5 separate regions of the Mus musculus genome follow, and regions 2, 3, 4 and 5 are each linked to region 1. Evidence: chromatin contacts called from public HiChIP or PLAC-seq and promoter capture Hi-C data. All regions are on one chromosome and are shown on one strand. Each heading gives the region's core, a stretch centred on a gene start, on an enhancer-like site or on the middle of the called end of the contact. The rest is flanking DNA. Distances are from core to core; before and after follow the strand shown. Region 1 holds the start of Septin3 (septin 3). Region 2 holds the start of Tcf20 (transcription factor 20). Region 3 holds the start of Cyb5r3 (cytochrome b5 reductase 3). Region 4 has its middle 23 kb from the start of Nfam1. Region 5 overlaps Nfam1 (Nfat activating molecule with ITAM motif 1).

Evidence for each region. Promoter capture Hi-C pulls out the DNA fragments that hold promoters and counts their contacts. HiChIP or PLAC-seq counts read pairs in DNA pulled down with a chosen protein or histone mark.
Region 2: a contact with region 1 is called in a promoter capture Hi-C map of embryonic stem cells, with 5 times the contacts expected there. The contact joins the promoter of Tcf20 here to the promoter of Septin3 in region 1. A contact is called at or near these places in 11 of 39 promoter capture datasets (3T3-L1-derived adipocytes, the C10 cell line, the HPC-7 cell line and 8 more), 4 of 484 Hi-C or Micro-C datasets (the G1E-ER4 cell line, the HPC-7 cell line, cerebellum and 1 more), 10 of 115 datasets of contacts at active chromatin or transcription factors (astrocytes, differentiating embryonic stem cells, embryonic forebrain and 3 more) and 1 of 9 other capture datasets (embryonic stem cells).
Region 3: a contact with region 1 is called in a promoter capture Hi-C map of the HPC-7 cell line, with 7 times the contacts expected there. The contact joins the promoter of Cyb5r3 here to the promoter of Septin3 in region 1. A contact is called at or near these places in 8 of 39 promoter capture datasets (the C10 cell line, the HPC-7 cell line, cranial neural crest and 5 more), 5 of 115 datasets of contacts at active chromatin or transcription factors (embryonic forebrain, embryonic hindbrain, embryonic stem cells and 2 more) and 1 of 9 other capture datasets (embryonic stem cells).
Region 4: an H3K4me3 HiChIP or PLAC-seq map of forebrain shows a contact between it and region 1, with 5 times the contacts expected there. The contact joins the enhancer-like site here to the promoter of Septin3 in region 1. A contact is called at or near these places in 20 of 39 promoter capture datasets (the 3T3-L1 cell line, the C10 cell line, the HPC-7 cell line and 11 more), 2 of 15 datasets of contacts at CTCF or cohesin (embryonic stem cells and large pre-B cells), 43 of 484 Hi-C or Micro-C datasets (B cells, the G1E-ER4 cell line, the HPC-7 cell line and 10 more), 15 of 115 datasets of contacts at active chromatin or transcription factors (craniofacial prominence, differentiating embryonic stem cells, embryonic forebrain and 6 more) and 1 of 9 other capture datasets (embryonic stem cells).
Region 5: a promoter capture Hi-C map of hematopoietic stem and progenitor cells shows a contact between it and region 1, with 3 times the contacts expected there. The contact joins the enhancer-like site here to the promoter of Septin3 in region 1. A contact is called at or near these places in 8 of 39 promoter capture datasets (3T3-L1-derived adipocytes, embryonic stem cells, hematopoietic stem and progenitor cells and 5 more), 4 of 115 datasets of contacts at active chromatin or transcription factors (embryonic forebrain, embryonic stem cells, neural tube and 1 more) and 1 of 9 other capture datasets (embryonic stem cells).

What each region holds. Positions count from the first base shown.
Region 1 is chr15:82,267,356-82,270,055 of GRCm38.p6, reverse strand. Septin3 (septin 3) reads right to left here and starts at 1,254. Exons shown (of 12, transcript NM_001368785.1): 1 at 989-1,254. The region is part of intron 2 of Gm52180 (a long non-coding RNA gene); the gene reads left to right.
Region 2 is chr15:82,910,870-82,913,569 of GRCm38.p6, reverse strand. Tcf20 (transcription factor 20) reads left to right here and starts at 1,436. Exons shown (of 5, transcript NM_013836.3): 1 at 1,436-1,584.
Region 3 is chr15:83,170,902-83,173,601 of GRCm38.p6, reverse strand. It overlaps Cyb5r3 (cytochrome b5 reductase 3), which reads left to right and starts at 1,419. Exons shown (of 9, transcript NM_029787.3): 1 at 1,419-1,490. The coding sequence starts at 1,470.
Region 4 is chr15:83,055,540-83,058,239 of GRCm38.p6, reverse strand. No RefSeq gene overlaps it. Among named protein-coding and RNA genes, the nearest start is that of Nfam1, 23 kb to the right of the region's middle. Within about 2 kb of position 1,414, at least 89 of the 459 cell types and tissues checked have an H3K27ac peak or open chromatin away from gene starts, as enhancers often do. A contact at or near this core is called in cortical neurons, differentiating embryonic stem cells, embryonic forebrain and 4 more, where this site is marked.
Region 5 is chr15:83,007,835-83,010,534 of GRCm38.p6, reverse strand. Nfam1 (Nfat activating molecule with ITAM motif 1) reads left to right here. Exons shown (of 6, transcript NM_001271411.1): 4 at 62-160. Among named protein-coding and RNA genes, the nearest start is that of Gm32620, 24 kb to the left of the region's middle. Within about 2 kb of position 1,339, at least 137 of the 459 cell types and tissues checked have an H3K27ac peak or open chromatin away from gene starts, as enhancers often do. A contact at or near this core is called in hematopoietic stem and progenitor cells, where this site is marked.

The sequences.
Region 1 (2,700 bases), core at 5-2,504:
CTCCTGAGGTCACCTTGTTCTTGTGTCACTAGATCCTTGCCTCCTCAGTGAGCCCCGTGTCCTGTGAACACCTTGGTTCTACCCTCCCCACATACCCACACACACACACACACACACACACACACACAAACAGGCAGGCACACCTACCTGGATCAGAAGACAGAAAAGAAGCCGGTGGTTTTCAGTCAAGGAAGCTGACCTCTTGCAGACCCCACCCACTCCTCTGCACCCAGAGGCTAGCCATGTGGCCGGGCTCAGAGACCTCTCTTCTCTGGGTCCTCTCTTGAGCTTTCACTAAGCCTCCTGATCATAGTCCACTAGCTGAGGGCCCAGTTCTCCCCTGACCTGTCCCTCTCGCTGGACTGGGCTCCGGGCAGGGAGGCTCTGGCCTCTTGAGAGTGGGTGGCAGTGAATGGCTGCTCTGAGTCTCTGGAATCCTACAGAGCTATGGGCGTCAGCCAGCTGAGCTGCCCTATACGCGCAGAGCCACCTAGGGAGGGGATGGCACATAACCCATGTGTCCTTGTCTCCAAGACTGGACCCTTGAGAAGTGTCACCAGTAAGAGAGAACTGAGCTACTCCAACGGTGATGTCCCTGTTTGTCTCATGCCCTCCCACTTTCCCTCTGCAACCACCTAAGACTTTGCTGACCCCAGGGCCATCTGTGTCCATGCTCCTGCGGTTGTGCTTCATGTTGGGATTTCTGTGTATACAACTGTACCCTTCAAATCCATTCTCTGAGACCCATCCTGCTTCAGACAGATCCTCTGCTAAGTAAGACTCGGGGTATGAAGCTAGCCAGCCCCGGGCCAGACCTCAAAGAAATCCACAGACCTACCCCAGCTGTCTCTGGTGAGGCAGATCCTCAGCAGCCTGTGGCCACTGGGCTAAGAACCTTTTCCTGGGTTCCCCAGCACCAGGCTGCTCTGTCACATGATAGTATGAGAAGGACCGTGGTGGGAAGAGACGCCATTGGCTGGGTACTTACTCTGTGCCAGGGACTGAGCCAGGCTGGAGAAACTCAGAGTCTTCTGCCAAAGCCAGGCCCGTAAGCAGATGGGCACAGCATCTCAGCCACAGAGTGCAGGCCACAGACGTGCCCTAAACACTCACTCTGAGCCAGGAGCCAAGCCCAACGTTCTCTTGGCATGTCCTCGACCCATCATCTTGCCACTTCCTTTCTGCCATACCCCACAACACTGGGGGCTCTGGCCTGCTTTCCTGTGAGCTGCTCGCCTTGGCGAGTGAGCTTCTGGCCGGCCAATAGAACTTTCTGTGATAATGGAAATGTTCTATGTGTCCACTGTCCAATAAAATAGCCACCAGCCACAGGCGGCTCCCGAGCACTTACCACTATTCTATGATGACCAAGGACCTGGATTTTTTTTTTCAATTTTATTTCATTTGAATGTCCATCTACCATATTGGACAGCAAAGTCCTGAAAGACGCAGATCTTATCCTTCTCTGGGTCCCAGGGCCTAACAAGAATCACTCAGCATGTTTCTCACAGTGACTGAATGATGAACGTGTGGGCCCAGGATCCTCTTCTCTTCTCATCCCATTCTCATCCCTCTGAGCCTTAGGTTGCCATAGCTGGCTATGCCCTGGTTACCAGGCAACCTGCAAGCAATCACAGTGGAGGGGGAGGGGCGCTGTCTGAGTTCTTTCCCCTCCCTACATGTTTTGAGGCCCTGAGAAAAGAAAGAGGTGGCAAAATCAGCCTGGACACCCTGGGGAGCCGGCTCTGTAGGGCCTACACTGCCTTATTACCTCCTGGAGATCAAGCAGCTGGGTGGGGCTGAAGTCAGGGGCCCTGGGTTCTCCTTGCCTGACCACTCATTATAAGACTCCTGTCCAATAGGCCAGGAGGTGGTGGCACACACTTTTAATCCCAGCACTAGGAGGTAGAGGCCGGTATCAGTAAGTTCCAGAACAGCCAGGGCTTTACACAGAAATCCTGTCCCGGAAAAAAACAAGCAAACAAAAAAACCAAACCTAACAACAATAACAAAACCCTCCTAGTTCTCAGCTGTCTTCTCAGTTAGAGATTAGATGCCCTGAAGTGATTTCTTCCAGCCTGAAGATCTAGAATCCACCCCGCCTCCCTCCTTTCAGAGCAAGACCCGCGTCCCATCCATCTCTGTCTTTCGCCTGCTGGTCTGCCTCCTTTCCCTCCAGGGTTGACTGACCATCTCTGAGCAAACCTCTTGTCATTTTTTCTATCTGCAGCCGCTGTAGCCGAGACATTTGTACTCAGCGTCATGTATATAGGTATAGAATACAGTCCTATACATCGAGTACTTACTGAGAATAATTCAAAGGAATTGATCCATTTTGCCTGGGGATTGGTATAGTGACAGAGCTCCCGGCTGACGTGCATAAAACTCTGAGTTCAGTCCCCAGAGCCACAGAAACAACAAAACAGAATAACACCAAATAGATAACATTAATTTGAAAAAAAGAAATTTATTTTAAAATAATTCTTTGGTACACGTAAAAGTTTACCATTTGTTAAAGACAAAGGCAAATTTGCATATTAATGAGGTAGAGATGTTCGTTTGTTTTTATGAAACTAAATCTTAGCTGTTTCAGTGGGTTTTTTCCTAGAACTGATGGATATTTTGATTGTATCATTGGCAATGCTCAGACTGCCATTTTGCATAAATTAAAATAATAGCAAATGGCCTGTATTCAGAAAT
Region 2 (2,700 bases), core at 187-2,686, 640 kb before region 1:
GGTCTTAGAGACAGGCCGTGCATGCCCTTGCGTAGGGAAGGGTTGGTACAAAGAGCACAGTGGCCACACTGGTGAACACAGCAGGCACACTGGTTCCAGGATTCGAGAAATGTCAGGAGGAATGGAAATAGTTTTTAGATGTTAAGAAGAAGGTAATTGGGGCTTGGGACCTGACACTCAGTAGGCTGTCACCAAACATCATCAAAGAAGCTCAGATGCCTATGTGTGCCGAGAGTACCCAGCAGGCATCCCAGATGTCCTGTGGCACAGGGTATGGAGCTGTTCTGGAGTTGGTGGACCGGGCCTGCAGGGTTCTATTGGGGCTACTGCCAAAAAGGAGCAGAAGTAGACATTTGGACAGTGGAGGCCTCAGTAGGCTAAGGCTTGCCTAAGCGGGAGGTTCACGATGATGACATGATGTCCATGACGCTGTAAGCCAGAGACAGGACTGTGGTTCCCTGTACCAGGGGCTGGAGCCCCTGGGGGCCACTTTCTGGCCCTTAGTCTTCCTTTCTGAATGTGAAGAAGGGTACTTACTTCTCAGGCATTGTCATGGGGTTGAATAGAGGGACTGTGATTTACCTAGTAGTAGGTCTGTACATAGTAGGGGCTTAATTGCTCGGAGCTAGTCCACCTACTTGGACAGTAAGAGGCAGAGGTGCAGTTGGAGGACAACCTCCCTTCTGCTGCCATCCCTGACTGGGGAGCTTGGAACTGCTCTCTCCTGCTACTGACGCCCACTTTGTGTGAGTGTGTGTTGTCCTAGGTATGCCTGCCACCCCCCAATAGCCTGGGAAATCTCAAGATGCTAAAGGCTGCCCAGCTGGCTCTCCAGCCTCTGTGCTAGCCCTCTCTGCCTCCTTAGTGACTCCTGGCTCCCAAGTGTGGCTGTCTTCCTGCTGTGTAGTCTCAGGAAGGTTCTCCCCTCTCTGAGCTCACCAGGTACAATGGAATCCTCTTTGGCCTTTGTGAGCACTATCCAGGTGCAGATGCCAGTCACCAGTGCACAGTAGCCATACTGTGAGTAAGTAGGCATTCTTACCTTCAGCCCTTGATCTAAGCTTTGATTCCCCACCTGCGGTGGGCATTGGCTCTTTTTAAGCCATCCACTCTGGGGCCAATTATAAATAGACACATAATCGCCCCTATCTATAGAGATAAAACGTATTCTTTAGAGATGAGCCACACGCCCCTCCCCTTACCCCCCCCCCCCCCAACACTGGCACTAGCTCTCTGCAGTTAAGGGCGAAGGAGGGATCTGGTACTCCTCTCCCTCACCCATTCCTCCTCCCTGCTGCTCCTCCATCTCCACCCTGCAGAGGTGTGATCCGGCAGGGGCCGTGATGTCAGAGGCTCAGCTGATGTCACCGCCCCGGCCCTGTGACTTCACTTGCTTGCTTGGGCAGGAGGAGCTGTGAAGAGGCTGAGACTGAGAGGAGAAACTGCCCCCTTTCCTTTTTCTTCCCGGTTTCTCGCTTTCCCTTCCTCCCTGCCTCCGCGGGGGGTTGTTTTCCTGCCGGCCTGCATGCTGTGGGCTGTCAAGGGGTTTGGGGGCAAGTGCCAGGGGAGGATGCAGCTGCAAAGGTAACGGTGCGCGGGGCCTCTCCCACGGTCGCGAAAGTTTGCTCTGGCGTGTGAGGCGTGCCCGCTGGGCGCTGCGCCGCGCCTGCCCCAGGCTCCCCGGGGGCGTGCAGGGGCCACCGGGCCAGGGACAGTCCAGGCAGAGGCCTCCTGGGCGGCCTTCACTGCCTTGTCCCCATCAAAGGCCGCAGCTGCTCGAGTGGCGGCTGCAGCTTTGAAACTGCCATAAAGAGCGATGGAGGGAGGGGAGCGCGGGGGATGCTCAGAGCAGTGCCCAGGAGGGCGGCCGCGAGAGGAGGGGTGGTCGGGGCTGTTGGTCGAGTGCAGCCGCAGCAGCAGGGGCGTGAAGGGCAAGGCCCCGGGTCAGGATCTCAGGGGCCAGATCCTTGTTACTGTCTCTGTCCCCTCTGGTCCAGCCGCCCTCTGTGGCCGGGACCCCAGCAGTGAGGTGCAGAAAGCTTTAGGAGGGGGCAGGGGCTGACTCCCCCTATTATTTCCTGACATATTCTTCCACCTCCAGCAGGCCATTTGTCAGTGGTAATGCGGGACAAAGGAGGGGGCAGTGGGTGGTCTGCTGCGAGTTGGGCGACGGGCATAGATAGAGCACAGGCCGAGGAGAAACGCCAACAATTAGGAGGCAGATCCAGAGCTTCGCTCATTCAGTCTATCGAGGGAGCCGTCATTTTGTGTTAGCGTGTGTGTCTGAGGTGGGAGGAGGCAGAGAGGGGAGAATGACAGGAGAAGGATTATGACATTGTGTTGTCTCTGTTTGTGGTAAATGCAAATTTGGCACCAGTGGTTTCCTGGGAAAAGCAGAGGCAAGTGACCCAGGCCAAGGCCTTGGCCCAGACCCACCAAGGTGGGCGGCGGTTTTGGGATTTTATTTGTTCCTCCCTTTTTTTTTTGTCTGGTGTGTGCTTCTTCCATTTATTTTACAGTGAAGAGCTGGAGATAGACAGGCCGGCATGGCGGGAGGAGTCCCCTCTTCCCTAGTTTTTCCAGTCCCTCCTCATTCCATAGGAGGCTCAGGCACCTCCCCTGCCTCCAAGTCTTTGCCCCAGGTCATCTGTTTTGCTCTTTGGCCCCCTGCCCCAGGCCAGAGTCACACTTAGTTCCTCC
Region 3 (2,700 bases), core at 170-2,669, 900 kb before region 1:
CTTGAACCCTTGCCTCCACTATCCAAATTCTGGAATCACAGATGTGCTGACCATTGCTCCTTATTTATTTATTTGAGACAGGGTCTCTGTGGTGGTTTGAATAAGAAATGGCCCTCATAGGCACGTGTATTTGAACGTTTAGTCCCCAATTTGTGATGGTTTGTGGGGAGGTACGGAGGTGTGTGGTCTTGCTGGATGAAGAAATGTGCCTGGGGTGGCTTTGAGAGCCTATAGCCTGGCCCCACTTCCAGCTCTCTCTCAGGTTCCCACTTAAGGTACAGTGTTATCTCTCAGCATCCTTCTCCCCGAGCCAGGTTTTCCTGCTGCTTGTGGCCGGCCATGCCTTCCAGCTATAATGGGCTCTTATCCTCCTGGAACTGTGAGACACAATAAACTCCATCTTCCCTAAAGTTGCCTTCGGTCATGGTGTTTTACCACAGCAACAGAAAAGTAACTAGCAGTCTCACCGTGTAGCCTGGAACACTCACAGATCCACCTGCCTCTTCCGGTATTGAACGCTTGGGTCATCAAGTGTTCCGGTATTGAAGAGTTTGGTTAATAGTTCTCAATTTTTAGGCAGCAAGTCTCTTCCTCACTCTGCCGCTCTCAGAGCAGTCTTCCATTCCCTATCTGGCCAGGACCAGGTTGAAGAAAACTCCGGAATGCCAGGGACATACGAGTGTTTATAGAGTATGTGATAGGCTCTGTTCTGAGGTCCGGGTACACAGAGAACTGACTGCAGACTCCTGGCTTGGGGAAGCCCCACCATCTAGTGGAATGGGTACGTGGGCGCAGAGCATCGTGAATAAACAGGCAGGATAACTGAAGCGCTACAAAGACCGTTCTGCACTAGTGGCGTCCCTTGGAGGGAGCACAGGGCCAGAGCTGGCCTAGCTAAAGAGGTGACACCTGAACTTTAATCCGGAACTGGCCTCAGTACGTTTGGAGATTTGTTCAGGAAGGAACGACTGGTTCGCAGGCTTGAAAATGGGGCAGGGCAGGGCTGTAGCCTGAACTCTGTAGCCAGCGGTGTTGGCAACACGCCCCGTGAGCGGGTAGAGCCCTGGCCAGCACAATCAGCTCCGGCAGGCTCCCAGGACCGAAGGCTCAGGATTTGAGAGCCCATCACGGGGGCGACATCTTGTTCTCTTCACCAGGACAAAACAGGCCCAGAAGCCACAAGCTACCTCCCGAAGCCACACAGAGGCGCCACAGTAGCCAGTCTCTCGCCGAGCCTCTTCCGTGCAGCGCCGTCAGCCACTCAGCGCGCACTCCCGTCTTCACAAGCGGAAGTGGGCGGGGACACTGGGAGTCTCCGCCCCCTATCCGCCCACCTCCGCGCTCCTGACTGGCTCCGCAGGGCGTCCCCGCCTCCGAGGTGTTGAGACCGAGGCGGGTTGTTGGGGGAGCGGCCGGCTGAGTAGCGGGTGTAGAACCGTGCGTGAGGCCACCGTCTCTTCTTCGCCACCATGGGGGCCCAGCTGAGCACGGTAGGCGGCATGGGTCTGGGGTCCCCAGGCTTGCACCGTGGGGATACCGTACGATCCGGGGCGCCCAGCACCGGTTCACGAGCCCCGCGCCCCACCCGGCCCCTTGCAGACCGTGACTCACGCCCTGGCTAGTGGCCGCGCCACTCTGGCCCGGCCTCAGGCCAAGGGGGAGCCCCGAGCGCGGGGTGGACATTGAGGACCCTGTTGGGTGTGCGCGAATGAGAATAGGGAATGAGTGACGTGCGCGCCCGCCTGAGTGGGCGTGACTTGTGAGTGTGAGAAAGTTGAAGTGCCTGCGCCCGTGGGGGATGTGAAAGGTGCGAGGGTTTTTGTAAATGGGAACGTGAAGTGTGAACCGTAGGTGCACTGGTGTGTGCGTGGAGGAACCGACAGCGGCGTGTGTGAGAAATGAGAGTGTGGGTGTGAAGACATGCAGGCCTGAATAGTGGACACGAGTGAGCTGGCAGGAAGAGTACTTTGGGGTGCGTGTGTGTATGGGAGAAATGTGTAGGGTGTCCCTACAGGGGTTGGGTGCATCTTCTTGCCATAAACAAGGCAGTAGTTGGCCAGGATCTTTCCAGCTGTCACCTAGAAAAGCCCTGGCCATTCTTGTTACTCACAGAGCTGCACTGTCACTAAAGAAGTGTCACTTAGACTTGGCCATCAGCCCAGGGCACTGAGGATGCTGGGACCGTCTAACGTCTATAAATCTGCTCTCTCACTGTTACTGGATCGACCAAGGCCCCTTCCACAATCCTAGAGCTCACTCTCCTCATTTCCTTTTTTTTCTTTTTTTTTTTCTTTTTTGAGACAGGGTTTCTCAATGTAGCCCTGGAATGCACTGTAGACCAGGCTGCCCTCAAACTCACAGAGATCCACTTGCCTCTGCCTCTCCAGTGCCAGATTAAAGGTGTGGGCCACCACCGTCCAGCTCCTCCCTGATTTCTTAAGAGCATCCATGTGAACTGTGACCAGTCTCAGTTACACAAACATACCCTTGAGGTGTCCAGCTCTTTGGGTATGACAAGAATAGGCCAGCGCCTGTCTTGGAGGGTGCCCTCTCTCCTCTCTGCAAGATTCAGGGCTCCTAGTGAAGACAGCCTTCTTGCCATGGCATTTGCTCTTGCGAGAGTGACCAGTCCAGTATGGACCATCTAAGGAGCATTCTGGCCCAAGGCAAAAAAAAACAAAACAAACCCCAGAGTGACAA
Region 4 (2,700 bases), core at 165-2,664, 790 kb before region 1:
CACAAATCTTTGGTCCTGTTCACCCTCCCTGCTGTGCTACATCTCCTGTCCTTGGCTCACTCCCCCTCACTCTCCAGCCTCGCTGGGCTCTGCTGACAAACTGACAAGAGACATTGTTGCCATTTCATCATGCCCCGTCCTTATCAAAGCTGTTCTCAGAAAACTTCCCTGTAGAATGTTCTGGAGTTGGCTGTGGGCACACAGCTTTGTAAATGTACTTAAAAAAAAATTAAATTGTATACTTTAAGTAGTCACGTTTTACAGTTAAATCTTCATAAGGCTATTCCCGGCTCCCTCTTCCTTTCCTTTATGAGAAGGGGAGTCACACTGGTCTCAGACTTGTCACTCAGTCTCAGTCTCCAAAATGATGGGATTACAGGTATTGCTGCCCCCTGGTTTGTTCACTTAATTAAAAAAAATTATGTGTATGGGTATTTTGCCTGCATGTATGTTTATGCGTTACATGCATGCAGTGCTAACAGAGGCCAGAAGAGGGCGTCAGAGCCCCTGAAATGGGAGTTACAGGTGGCTGGGAGCCATGTGGGTGCCGGGAATCAAACGGTCTTCTGTTAAGAACACCCCGCATTCTTAACCCCGGCGCCATCTCTCCAGCCCACCAGTTTACTTTTTAAGTACAAGAGAATTGTAGGGCAACAACCCTGTGCTGGGCTGTCATATCAAACGTCTCCAGTTCACTGCCCTGTTTTGCGGCATCTATGACTTGCACCGCCTTTCCTAACTGGGACATCCCTACTGCAGCCTCCTGCCAGCTAGTTCCTGGCTGTTCTCAAGGCTGAGTTTCTAACTTTGTCTTTACTGGCTATTTACCTCTGTCGCTGCTACAGTCACAGCTGTACTGACCCATCAGTTTGTCAGGTGTCTCTGGCTCTATCTCTGCAGCAACCGGGGCTGGCTTGGTGCCTAGCCCCTCCACATTTGACTTTACCCATCCCCCTATTGATTCTTGGGCCCTCTATAGCCAATGAGAATATATATAGTCCACACTAGGCTCATGGAGACTTCAGAAGTATGGTTATAGCTCCGCCCTCCCCGCCCCCCATTTAGCTTTTTCTTAACCTCTGAATTAACAATTAGCAATTTAGCAAGAACCACCTTCCTTGTCTTTCCAGAATGCTGCTTCTACCTTTGGGGGGTGGGGAGGGGTGAATAGACAAGGGGACTACATGTTCTCACAGAATGAGAGAGGAAAAGGCCAATTAACATTCAGCTAAGAGAGAGCATGATTTCTCCTATCAGCAATAAAAACTGACAGCTCTATCAGAAAATGAGCCGGGGGAGCCACAAAGCCTGGCAAGGCAGGGCGCCTGCAGCCCCAGCAGGAGTGATGAAGATGGCTGAGGGCAGGAACCGCTGCTGGGAGTCAGGGAACCACCAAAGGAAGCGCCTGGGGAGCCCAGCGGCTGCCACTCGGCTCCCGCTTTTGATCCCGCCCCAGGCAAGAAGAGCAGTGCTGCGCAGGCTTTATCCCTGTGACTCGGAGCTGCCACTCTCCCGCCGGCCTCTCCCCACGCACTCGTTTCCCCCTAACCTTATCATAAAAGGAGGCCACGTGGTGTCTATTTATGGCAGCGCGGTGGTCCGGGGAGAGGAGGCTCGCGGTGTGCCAATTCTGAGAGCTGGTGGAATTGCTCCGGTCCTTCGGAGCTTGCCATGCGGTGAAAGAATAAACGATGTGGGGGCAGGGCCGTGACTCCCACTGCACCTCCAGCTGACATCCAAGTCCCTTCCTCAGAGCCTCCGGGGTGATTTGTGTTATCAATCAGAGCTGCTGAACAGATCGGGCCTCCTAGAGCCCTAGAGCAAGAACCGAGCCGTGAGATGAGAGGAGGGTGGGTATGGGGGGGGGGGCACCCTCATTTGGCTTGAAAGAGAAGATCGGTCCCTTTACAAAACTACATTTCTACTTGATGCTTAAGTAGAATGGCTTTTAAAAACGGAAAGAGAGGACGCCAGCGAGAGAGGGAAGCTGCAGTGGTCTAGGGGCTGGCGAGATGGCTCAATGGACAAAGGGTCTTGCGGCCCATGCCGAGCTAGAGGACCTAAATATGAGCCCACCCTCATGACAGGAGGAGAGAATTGATTCCTGAAAGTATTTTGTCCTTCACAGGATCTCACCCTCCCTCCCTTCTCTTTCTCCATCCTTCGCCCCCTCCCTTCCCAGCCCCCCTCCTTTCTCCTGTTCCCCTCCCCCTCCCCCTCCCTCCCACCACCACCACCAAAAAAAAAAAAGTAGTGTAGAGTATATTGCTTGCTTTCATCTTCAGCACAGCAGGGGCAGTTTGGGGCTGCTTGTGCATACTTCTGTATATATGACAATGAAACAGAGGCAGAGGCAGAGGCAGAAATGCCCAGGCATCCTCGGGGCTATCCTGGGCCTATCCTGGACCCCGTTCTTCTGAGAGGTCTTTAGCATCCTGATCAGGCTCAGCAGCACAGATGACAGCTGTGGTGTTCTGGTTAGCTCTCTGTGTGCGTTTATTGAGACAAATGCTCCTCCTGTAGTCTGGGGTGACCTTGAACTCACTGTGTGGCTGAGGATGGCCTGGATGGAGCCTCTCATCTTTTGCCACCTCCCGGGTCCAGCCTGCATGCTTTTGAACTTGAATTTTAATCCAGTCTCACATCTAAAACGATTTCCCTTCTTTTGGGTCTCAGTACAGTAGACATAGAAAGGCGGCA
Region 5 (2,700 bases), core at 90-2,589, 740 kb before region 1:
AGGGAGAAGGGAGAGCTATTTCTCCTCAGCCTTGACAGCCTTGACTCCCTTCTCCCCACAGAAACAGATATCAGTTCTGGGCAAGCACACTGCTAAGACTTGTTCTGGTCTCAAATCCACCGTCGGAACCACAAAGCCTCCAGCAGAATCTGTCTACACGGTGAGTCCCAGGGTCCTTCTGCCTCTCTCAGACTTGACCCGGCACCTGACTAGCTGTGAGGTATTTTTGTGTCTCAAGCTCCTAATCTGCAAAATGGACACAATAATTCTACAGATTAGATATCTTTCTGTCTCTCTCTGTCTCTGACTCTCTGTCTGCCTCTCTGTCTCGCTCGGTCTCTCTGTGTATCTCTCTGTGTGTCTCTGTCTGTCTGTATTTGTCTATCTCTGTCTCTCTGTCTGTCTGTGTGTGTGTTTTGTTGTTGTTGCTTTTTTTTCCCTCAGACTGGATTTCTCTGTGTCTGGTTGTTCCAGAACTCACTTTGAAGACCAGACCCACCTCAGAAATCCGCCTGCCTCTGCCTCCAGAATGCTGGGATTAAAGGGGTGTGTTTCCAACATCTAACCAAATTAGATATTGCTACAAAGGTGAAAGGAGAGGCGATGTGTGGGCCCCTTCAGGAACATGAGGCAGCCAAGCAAATGCTGGCAAGGATGAAGAAACTTCCTTCATCTGACCAGATTATCCTCCAACCCAGCATGCAAGTCTCTTCCTCCTTCTATTGCACAAGCTACCTTGAAGCAGAAACAGGAAAAGTCACGAAAAGAGGAAAGGGCCAGGCGCCGTGCCACACCCTTGGGTTTTTGCTCATCCACCCACTCCCTTCCTCATTTACCCCTCTGTCACAGCAGCACTCCACACGGGATTGTGCGTGTCACATGTATTCTCCACCCCCACCCCCTACACAGCTATACAGTTCTCACAGTTACAGGGGAAGGGCCTGAAGAGGCTGTGGCTGCCTGGTCACCTGGACAAAAGACTGTCCCTGTGCGCTGTGTTGCTTACAGTTTGTGAGTAGTGTACCTTCAATGTAGAGAAAGGGAAGGCTTTGCTTCCACTGTCAGCCATAACCGCCAGGCTCCTGGCTCTAGGCCTGGCCTGTTGGGTAGCCAAGTCCATAGTCTGAAGGTGCTTGCCAGTCATCACGAGAGATCTCGCCACAAAACCCCACCCAGAGCAAGATCAGAATTCGGCTATGTTCACCGAGGGTGGGGTGGGTGGCAATGAGGCCAAGGAATGTTTCTCTGGGGGCAGCATTGACAGCTCTAAGAACAGGACAGTTCTCAAAGGGCCCTCAGTTGCTCCTCCCCGGGGACTTCCCGCCAGCTGTTGCAGCGTATGCCACCCCAGACTCCCCCACATTCTCTCTTCCTTCCCAGTGACTCAACCTCAACGCTATGAGAGATGATGGTGTTAGCTGCTACACGTGAAAATCAATCTCTCTCTTTCAATCAATCTCTCCCTCCCCCTCCCTCCCTCCCCTCTCCATTTTCTCTCTCTTCTGAGAATAAATTCCAAGGTCTTGTACACGCTAGGCAAGGAGGAAGTGCCGCACCACTGATCAGCACCCTCAGTCCTGATACTGCTTTTATTTTGAGGTTTTTGTTTGAACACCTGTTGCCCAGGCTGACCTTGAACTCCTAACCCTCTCGTCTCCACCTCTAGAGTACTGGAATCACAAGCTTGAACTTTACTGTCCAACTGTACTTCAAAAACTTTAGAACGGCACAATTAAGAAAAAAATGATCTATTTGATTTTTTGGGGGGGGTGAGGGTTTCGAGATAGGGTTTCTCTGTGTAGCCCTGGCTGTCCTAGAACTCACTTTGTAGACCAGGCTGGCCTCAAACTCAGAAATCCACCTGCCTCTGCCTCCTGAGTGCTGGGATTAAAGGCATGGGCCTCTCCCCTGACTCCACAGAGAATTTTTAATTGTTTCACTAGTGTTCTGTTTTGTTTTTTAATAATTTGCTTAGTTAAAAAAACACTTGTCTGAGGCCTGGCAAGGTGGCAGTTAAGGGTGCCGGCTGCTCTTCCAGAGGACCTGGGTTCGATTTGCAGCACTTGCAAGGCAGCTCACTGCAGCTGTCTGCAACTCCAGTTGCAGAGGATCTGGCACCCTCGTACAGAGATACATGCAGGCAAAATGCCAAGGCACATAAAAATAAACAACTCTTTTAAAAATATATTAACTTTTTGTCTTAGGGAGATTAGTCTTAGGGAGAGTGTGTGCTTGCCCCAAAGGGCATTTGGGGAGGGCAGGGGAAAACTTATGGAAGTTGGATCTCTCCCACTCTGTGGGCTTTGGGGTCTGACTGAGCGCCTCAGGCTCAGTGATTGGCTCCTGTATTTTCTCTCCTCAGCCGTTTCACTTGGCCCTCGATTTATTGTTCTATAGTCTTCCTTATCTCTGACTATCATTTGTATGTACATATATTCGGACTTTTCTGAACTCTGACTTGTTGGTTGTTTTCCCTGATGCTCTGCGCATACTTGGGAAACATCCGTTTTATCCGTTTCCAGTGAGGATCCCTTATACGTCCATGAGAGCCAGTTTGCTGATCATGTTGCTAAAATATTCTGTACCCTTGTCGATCCCTATTGATTTTCTTTGTCTATCTTATTGGCTGTTAAAAGAAGTGAGTTCTCTGCCGGCGAGACTGTGGATTTATGTATTTCTCCTCCTAACCGTGTCTGCTTC